2 separate regions of the Drosophila melanogaster genome follow, and region 1 is linked to region 2. A link is a contact called in public Hi-C data. All regions are on one chromosome and are shown on one strand. The core of a region is the stretch at or near the end of the contact, and the rest is flanking DNA. Distances in the headings are between cores, read along the strand shown. Region 1 holds the start of cic (capicua). Region 2 holds the start of Hs6st (Heparan sulfate 6-O-sulfotransferase).

Region 1 (4,768 bases), core at 492-2,991, 240 kb after region 2:
ATTCAAGAATTGTAAATCACTTTGCAGCTATCATTATTAGAGTTTTGCTATAAGCTTTATAAATGGATTCTCTAATGTTGTGCACTGATGTGCTCGAAAACTAAGACTTAGGCCGCAAAATTTTCCAGCTCCACCAATTAATCAAATGAACCTAATACTTCGGGACCTGCGTATCTCAACTTGCACTTTTCAGCTCATTAAACTGGAAATGCTGCCTCTTCGTTGATGGAGCCAAAATTCGCTCCGAGAGTTTTCTGCTAATAAAAGTCCAAAGTTATGGCAATAATAGCAGCAGCAACAGAAGGTACAACAATTTGTTTTTTGCCGCTGTCGCGTGGGTGCAAACACATTTATATGTTTTCCCACGGTTAACACGACGTATGCGTAATTTATGTCGCTAGACGGCACCAGGTGCACGGATCACATAGCGCGGTTTTCATATTTCCAAAGTTCCGGCGCGAATTTGATGAATGTTTGCACTTTTTACGGCTCCTTCCATATGAGCGGTCTCATTTGAGGATAGTGCATTCATAAATTATCCACTCAAGAAAGTTGAGTTTAATGAGAAGTTTTTAAGCTCAAGCTCAAATGGAGCGGTACTTAAATTAAATGACTATTGTCACACTTAAAATTTGGCTTGCCAATCATTAGCTTTTATTTACTCTGGGGATTATTTTGAACAGCCTTCAACAATGTATTTTGGTTTATTAAATGTTTTAATAGTTGTGAAATTTTCTGGGATGCATATGCCTATGCATATTATGCATATTACGTATTCGTAAAAACTTTTGTTGATACACGTTTGTTTTTAAGTGTTACCTTACCTATTTAAGATTATATAAATCATCTACATTTACTTGGCTTTGATTTTAAAGTTTCCTAAATCTCGACGGAAGGAAAATCAAGACAGACGGAATATATATACCTTACAGTTTCGAAAACACTTTCTTCCACGCCTTTTATCAAATCAAGGACATCTCTCCAAATCTTAAGAACTAATCTCATATGTAACATTTAAACCAAACAGACCATCTTTAAGACCGACAGATGCCTTGATCTTTTTATAAATGCCACATTTCCTAGGAACTGTCCTATTCCATAAAATCGAAATATTAATAAAAAAGAAAGTAACATAAATTGTAAATAATACTATGCTAGTTTTTATTATAATCCAAACAACTGAACAACATTGGACTAAGTTACTACATGTAAATAATGCATTCAAAGAAGATTATCATAAACAACCTACACAGCCGAAGTTCCTGCACACAGTACTATATTATATAAGTAACTTAACTTAAACAATAAAACCTAAAAACAATAATAGCAATATTACACCCCTTTACTCTACAAGAAATGAATATAAATGTGGCAGATATTTTTCAGTGCTACCACAATTTCATAATTTTTAAGAACGTTGGGCATTGCCAGACTGAAGTGTAGAACTGTAGAGGTTCGTGTACTGACTAACTTAACGATAGATTGTACACAAGCCAGTTCATACAATCTTTGTATAAATTCGCAAACCATGCTAAAAGTAAATGTTAAGAAGCAATTACAATTTTTATTTATTTATATATCGCTCTATCACCGAAAAGTTACAACATTTGGTTGCACCCGCTCGCGGCGCCAGTGTAACCGTATCATTCGCCTTTGCCACGCAACTTGTAAGATTTTGCCCAATCCGGCCAACGGTCCCACTTTGGGGGTATTTTCTCAAATGGGGCAAATGGTCTCCAGCAGATTCTCACTTCATGCTCGGAATCGCACGGACGTGTCGCGGATGTCGGAAGGTGGAGCTCCTGTGAATTGCTCTTGTGCCCCGCGCACAAAACCCCAATAATAGCCAAATCGGGCAGCGCCTGCAGGCTTTTGTGTGAATAAAACGGTTTGTGGCGACATTTGTTCGATTTTTAGGTGTCGCAAATTAAATTCGTTTGCAAATACAAGGCACTTACGCACACAAACGCGAGCGCACGCACAAGTGTAGGTGTGAAAACAAGTGAAACAGAGAGCTGGGAAAACAAACTGGGCTGCATAGATACTGGCTAAATATTGGATTAAGCTCGTATAAAGATAATAATAACAACAACAATCAATCGAAAATGCGCGTGCGACAGAGAGGGTGCGAGTGTGAATGAGGAAAAGAGAGCGAGCGCAGCACGCACACAAACACTAACACGCTGACGTCGACGCGCTGTCTGTGCAGAGGAGCAGTGTTGCCAGCCCACAATACTGCTGCCCGAGAATCCCAATTAAATAATTAATAAGTTCGAATCAGAATTGGAGTATCTGAGGCAGGGCTTTTTGCTTTGCTTACTCCTTTTCCCCGATTCGGCTTATTGGCATTGGGCTCTGCTCTATGCTCTGAGTTGGCAACACTGGCCCCCAAATCGAGTGTGGGCAAGAGAGATAGAGAGACATAGAGAGCAATCGCGAGAGAGTCACATGCTAGGCGCTCATTTCAATTTTCCTCAATGAATGAACACTTTTCACGGTTTTCGGTTCGTCGGTTCGCGTTTTCCACAGTCGTGCGTTGTTTTGCTCGTGGAAAAGTTGTAAAGCCCAGCCAGCCATAATCCAACATTTTGTTTGCAGTGCATTTGCAGCGCGGGAGAGCGAGAACCAACGGCTTAGCGAGCAGTTAAATAATTTTTAAAGTGTTTGTGTTTTTAACGTGTAAAACCCGAAAAAGTCTATGCCTTTTGCATAACAAAAACAAGCCGAGCAAATAAAATAAAAGAGAAAAACAGCAATAAACACCCATACACGTAAACATATACGTACAGAGAGAAACGGACGCCTACGTCAATAAGCGAAAAACGGTAAGCGAAATTCTTTTACCCCATGTTGTATGTGCTTGCCAATTGGAAAATTTTGTATTTCCCTTCCCGCTTCCGTTCTCGCCATCTCACTTCCCCAGTCTCTCTCTCTCTCTCTCTTGTTCCCCCTCTTCCGGGCTTGCTCTTACACTTGCTTTTACGTTGTTGGCAAGCAGAGCTTCATTCATTTCCACAACTTGCACACATACACATACCAGCACACCCCCGCTCTCTGGGAATTAGAGAGTTGGCAAGAGAGCGGTGGGTCTCAGTGTGACCGTGTGTATTTGTTGTAGCTGGTCAGGCCACAAAATTTGTATTCAAGAAATTCTATTCATTTGTTAAATAAACCCTAAGCCTCAACATTTAAACATTTGCACATCATATTGTTCATAAAATACAAAAAAGTCGTAACAATAGCTCCTAGAATTAATATGTGCGTGTGTATGTATGCATTCTTTATCATTGATATGTTAAATGTGAAATGTTGAAATTCAAATTAAGCTCTGCCTTTTTGTAAACAAAAACAATGGGGTGAAAATCAGCTACTGAAATTAGCTAACCATTAAAGTTACTGGTTTTGGTGGATTTTATTAGGGAAATCATGATTAGTATATGAAAATTAGTGGACCACAAATGAGTTAATAAAATCATGGTGCACGGGAAACAATATTGCTGTATTAAGATGTTTTTTTTAAATTTTTTTATTGATAGAAAAACTGTCGTCAATCAAATCAATTTAATTTGAACACTGTACCAGCCTCTTTTGCTGTACATTGGTCCCACAGTTGCCAACTGAAGTTAACCGCCCCCACTCCCCTTCATCAAACACACACACAGACGCACTTGCACTCTGACTGGCTGGCCATCGATGTGTGTATGTAATTAGCAACAAAACTCTCGCTGGCAACTGCATCGCATGAGATTTGAGCGATGCGTTGCTTTTGTTATTGCTATTGTTGCGTCTGCCCGGACCAAATGCTCCCTCTCTTTCTCTAGTCGCTCTCTCCCACCCTCTCTACTGCCTAATTTACATTTGAATGTGCGTGAGCGCCCATTTGTTGATAATTATCAGCAAATTACTAGACGCACTTAGCAGCAGCAGCAGCAACAACAACAATGGGAGAAGTAATGCATACATACAGCGAGTTAGTACAGTGGTCACTATGAAACATAATACAGAGATTAATGCTTAATCGGAATTGAAATTTACACATTTAAGAATTAAAGTAATTCAGAAAAAACAAGGTAATATTCGAAAAAAAACATATTTGAAATGCCCTCTTTACAAAGTGCAAACGTATGCGTGTACAACAAAAAGGCGTGTTTCAACGACATTTATAATGCAGATTTCACTCCCCGTGCTGACCTTAAAAACAGTTTTTTGTTCTATTATTATTTTCTGTCATTCGCTCATACGGGTAGGTGGGGTTATTGAATTTTTAGAATAATTAATCAACCGCAAGAACTTTTGTTGCTAATTGGCAAGTCGTCGGTACAGAAATATAAACCCGTTGCTATGTCTACGATTTCGGTTTGTGCATATATATTGTACATATGTACATATGGGTATAGTATTAGTATGGCATGGCAAATCCAACTTTGGTGGCAAAAACTTAGTTATTCACTCACACGCACACACACAGCGAAAGAAACGCGCACGCCGATTGTTTATTAATTTTTTTTATTTGTACAAATTTGGTTTATCGTTAGCGGCAAATGTTTCTCTTTTCATTTTTATTATTAACTTCATTATTCGAGGCATGGCACGTTTTTCTTGCCTAGTTATTTTTTTGTTTCGATTTTTTATTACATCGCGTTGATGGTGTGTTTGAGTGTGTGTGTGCCTTTTATGGCCAGGACAATGAGCCAATTTTGGTATTGAAGCTAGTTTCTCAATTAGGCCAATGCACTGGTAGAAATTTCGACGCAGTTACTCCTAAAAC
Region 2 (4,619 bases), core at 551-3,050:
CACTACAAAAGCAACACCGTTTCCGATTAGTTACCACTTGACCATGCCGATAAAGCGGTCTGTCAAATTGTCTAGCCCTTATCTAGCCACTTACTTAGTAGCTGAAAGCTCTTCAGGGGAAAATCAAAAATAGTTTTTAAGAACCTAAATCTATGGCAGACTGATAAGAAGTTCACAATTAAAACGTACATACATAGTTAATTGGACTTTCTATTTTTTTGTTAGGGTCAAAAACTGATAAGCAGGCGGTGAAGTTGATTTATCGTTTAATCTGACCCTATTTTAATTGCAAATCTATTAGTAAGTATTCAAGACGGGCGTGAATAACAAACGTTTGTGCAATAACAAATTTATCTTTATTTGTGTGGGAAATCTTAAATTAAATTTCCACGCGCGAATGCGATCTGCAAATGTATAGCGTAACGATAAAATACATAAATCAACCAATAATGACGCAATAGTGGAAAGTGAATGGCGGAGCCGAAAGCAATGCATTTAGTATACCCTTAATCAATTAAAAATACGTTTAAATACGTTTATTATTTAAAGCAAAAAACCTACATCCGTACATGATAATACGTGCAATTACTCAAATAATAACTTATTATAGTTAAAAAATAGTTTGTACTTATTTCATTTAATATTTAAATTATCTAGTGATTCTTTATTTATAAGAACATATTGTAGTTCAGTTATAAAAATAGTTATCAATAATATGGTAAATATAATGAATGAACAGCCTTTGTTGTATGGGTGATTATTATCACAAGTCGCTTTATCTGGCTTCGATATTGTTTATATGTGATAAACCCGATTGGAAAATGCGTAACATATTAGGGTTTGAATGATATTGACTACATGCGAGTAAGTTGCATTTAGGTAGGGTATTTAAATGTACAAACACCCAACTAAAATAACTGGCGATCGGCAGTCGGAGTGACGCCCAAGCATAACTGGTGCCTTATATTTATGTAGGCGCTTTTTACTTCACGATCGGTGCTTCTGTAGCGATCACAATTATTGTAAACAAATGGAAAAGTTGCTTATTGGCAAATTGGACTAACAGAGAGACAAGAAAAAAAAGGCAGATGTGGCGAAACATGTTGCCAGGCAACAATAACAAAAAAGCATGCATGCTGTGCACACATGGCCGTTTAATTCACTTCTCTGTACTCTAAACTATACTTAAACCATGCTAATTGCCTACCCAAATTATCAGGTTTTTCGAGGCAGTGACGTCAGGGCAAGGAGTATAATTATAATAATAGAATCAAACGATTTAGCAACATTGCAGTAAAAAAAAACAGAAGCAAAGGGGAGCAACAAAAACAGAGAGAGGGCAAAATAAGAGAGAGGACAACCAGACAGAGCGAGATGCCAAACAACAGCTGTTCTTCTTGCCAGATGCGAAATGGGCAATTTAATGAAATTTATCTAGATTTCACTCACTTTTCACTTGCCAAACGTCGTGTTTGTGCACTTTTCACAATTGTCGCGGCGTCACACGTTTATTTATTTACATTTCTCTGCGTTTCAGGCGCTCGCACGCTCAATTAGCGCGCTTTCCGCTTTGTGCCACACATTCTGTGCCAGCCACAAAAAAGCCCGCAATTCGCACTTTCATGTGTTTTCGGCTATTTCTGCGATCGTTTTTCCTGCACTTGCACTGCTCAATAGCTAATGTTTAGTTAATTGACACTTTCTAAGCGTTTTGCGTATATTTTTTACGAATTATTTTGGCAAAACGACGCGGTACCAGCGTCAACGTCCGCATTCTTCAAAATCGGCGAATGAACTGAACAAAACGAACTGCGCAAGTTGGGCAATAGGAACAGCTGACCGCGCTGCCAGACTGCCGAACGGAAACTCGCTGCGAGAGTCTGGCAGCACTTGCAACCATCGATATAAACTATTGGTAACGAATATTTAAAGAATTAACTTTATAGTTCCATTGAAAATACATACATAAAACAACTATAATTATGATACCTAACATAAAACATCGTAATATCTTATTTATAGTTATCTTTTGTATGCAATATTCAATTTTAAGTTAATTAGATAAACACCAAACGTTTTTTTATTTGTGAAAATAGAAAAAGAATTCAATAGAAACAAGTTTTCAAGGCAATCTGCATATTCTTAAATCCAACTTTATGGGCACTTTTGAATATTCATTTATTTTGCAGCCCTAGCAATCGCTGAGCGATAACCATAAGTTGACTATCGATAGCAGCAGAGCGATATGCAAAACAAACGAAAAAAGTAAAAGAGCGGTGTAAAGCAGACAACATAGTTTACATTTTTTGCAACAAGTTTTTCAACTTAAAGCCAACTCCCATCGTCCAATGGAGGTGGACCAGATTCCCCTGGCCGACGTGGTCTTCGTCATCGAGGGCAGCGCCATCAACGGAGCCTACATCAACGAACTAAAGACCAACTACATCCTGCCGACTTTGGAGCACTTCACCACTGGCTCCATCGACGAGCGGGAATACCTGATTGCGGAGCGCTTTGCCACTCTGTACGGTATTGTGGTCTACCGTACAGCGGCCAATCTGCTGGAGCCAGTTTGTTCAACCTATGGTCCCTTTCTGCAGCCCCAAAAAGTGATGGAGACGATCGAAAGATTGCCACTAGTGGGAGGCGGAATGGAGTCCTGTGCCCACATGGCCGAAGGATTTGCTGCGGCCCACGGCTGTTTTGATGACATCAGCGAAAGGCGCCAGTTGCTCGATCAGACCAGCGTCCAGAGGCACTGCATTCTCATCTGCAACAGTCCGCCGTACCAGATGCCCACAACGGAGTCGTGGAAGTATCCGGGCAAATCATGTGAGCAGCTGGCGGCGCTCTTCAACGAGCGCAAAATCAATCTCTCCATTATTGCGCCACGCAAGATGCCGGTGTTGTTCAAACTTTTCATGAAGGCCGACGGAGATCAGCCCATTACGAGCAAAAACTATGCCAAGAACATAAGACACCTAGTGCTTCTAAAGGGATACAGCCTCAAGGAGAGAGCACCTAGTCCCAACAGCATGGCGGCCCAAATGGCTGCACCCAATGCGGCACAGGCTACAGTGCAGCAGCAACAACAACAGCAACAAAATCAAGCTGGTCAGCAACAACAAGGGCAGGGCATGCCCATGGACACCACTCCAGCCCAGCAGCAGCAACAGCAACAACAACAGCAGCAGCAACAGCAACAACAAGGCAATCCTCAGCAGCAGGTCATGAACATGAACACGATGCAGCAACAGCAGCCCGGTCCAAATCCCCCAGCGGGCTTACTCAATCCACAGCAGCAGCAGCAACTATTGCAGCAGCAGCAGCAGAATCAATTCGTTTCCAATCAAATGCAGAATCAGAACTTCCAGCAAAACGTGGGACCCGGCCAAAACCGCTGGATGTATCCCAACCAGCCTGGTCAGGCGCGTCCGCCCTTCATGCAGGGAGCAGGCAATGTGGGCGGTGTGGGCCAAGGCGGCGGCATGCAACAGAATCCAAATTCTGCTCTGATATCGCGCATTAATGCGCCGCCGCCGAACCAAACTGTGACCTCGCTGCAGCAGCAGCAACAGCAGCAGGCGCAGCAGCAGCAGCAGCAGCAACAACAGGCCCAACAGCAGCAGCAACAAAGGATGCAGATGCTGAGCCAGCAGCAGATGCTAAATCACCAGCAGTTGCAGCAGCAACAGCAACTGGCCCAGCAACAGCAACAGCAGCAGCAAGGACAGCAACAGCAGCAGGTAAATCCCAATGCAGGAAACAATATGATGCCGGCTAGCAATGCCGGCAACATGTCTAATCCGCAGCAGCAGCAACAACAAGTAGGACAACAGTCGAATCCGCAGCAGCAGGGCAATCCGCAGCAGCAACAGCAGGGAAATTCGCAGCAGGAGCAGGCCTCCTTGAGGGAAAAGATATGGACCGGAGTGCTGGAGTGGTCAGAGAAGCCAAAGTCCGATCAACAGAAGATTCCCCATACACTCCAGTGTACCGTGTGCACCAACATCAAAGATGGCGAGCCCGAGATCAAGGCTGAGAACTGGCCGCCCAAGCTGTTGATGCAGCTAATGCCCAAGCACCTAGTTGGCAATATTGGTGGGCAGTTTCTCAAGGACTCGAAAATGGTTGTTTTTCGACCCACTCCAGGAGAGGCACTCGATTCGCTGGCCAAGATGATGACCTCCGGCTATGCTGGCTGCGTCCACTTCTCCTCCATCCCCAACTCACCAGCCTGTGACCTTAAGGTTCTCATCCTACTCTACACGCCCGATCGCAACGCTTTTCTGGGCTTCATTCCCAATAATCAGGCAATGTTTGTGGAACGTCTGCGCAAAGTCATACAGCAAAAGCAGCACGGCAACATGCAACAGCAGCAGCAACAGCAGCAAATGATGCAGCAGCAAGGCAAGTCGCCCATGGAGCTGCAGCAGCAACAGCAACAACAACAACAGCAGCAACAGATGCAACAGGATAACTCGCAGCAGCAACACTACAACCAGTTCCAACTCAATATGCAGATGGGTGGTGGAGGTCCTGGCGGCGGACCTGGTCCCGGTCCCGGCGGCATGCCCATGCAACAGAATCAAATGCAGATGAACATGATGCAGCAACAG

Evidence for each region. A called contact is a pair of places that touch in the nucleus more often than the background predicts.
Region 1: a Hi-C map of the Kc167 cell line shows a contact between it and region 2, with 1.9 times the contacts expected there. The contact joins the promoter of cic here to the promoter of Hs6st in region 2. A contact is called at or near these places in 6 of 107 Hi-C or Micro-C datasets (the D17-c3 cell line, the Kc167 cell line, the S2 cell line and 2 more) and 1 of 6 datasets of contacts at active chromatin or transcription factors (the Kc167 cell line).

What each region holds. Positions count from the first base shown.
Region 1 is chr3R:20,251,029-20,255,796 of dm6, forward strand. cic (capicua) reads left to right here and starts at 1,742. Exons shown (of 18, transcript NM_001275826.1): 1 at 1,742-2,825.
Region 2 is chr3R:20,006,712-20,011,330 of dm6, forward strand. It overlaps Hs6st (Heparan sulfate 6-O-sulfotransferase), which reads right to left and starts at 1,801. Exons shown (of 6, transcript NM_001275821.1): 1 at 1,450-1,801. It overlaps MED25 (Mediator complex subunit 25), which reads left to right and starts at 2,236. Exons shown (of 1, transcript NM_142597.4): 1 at 2,236-4,619. The coding sequence starts at 2,349.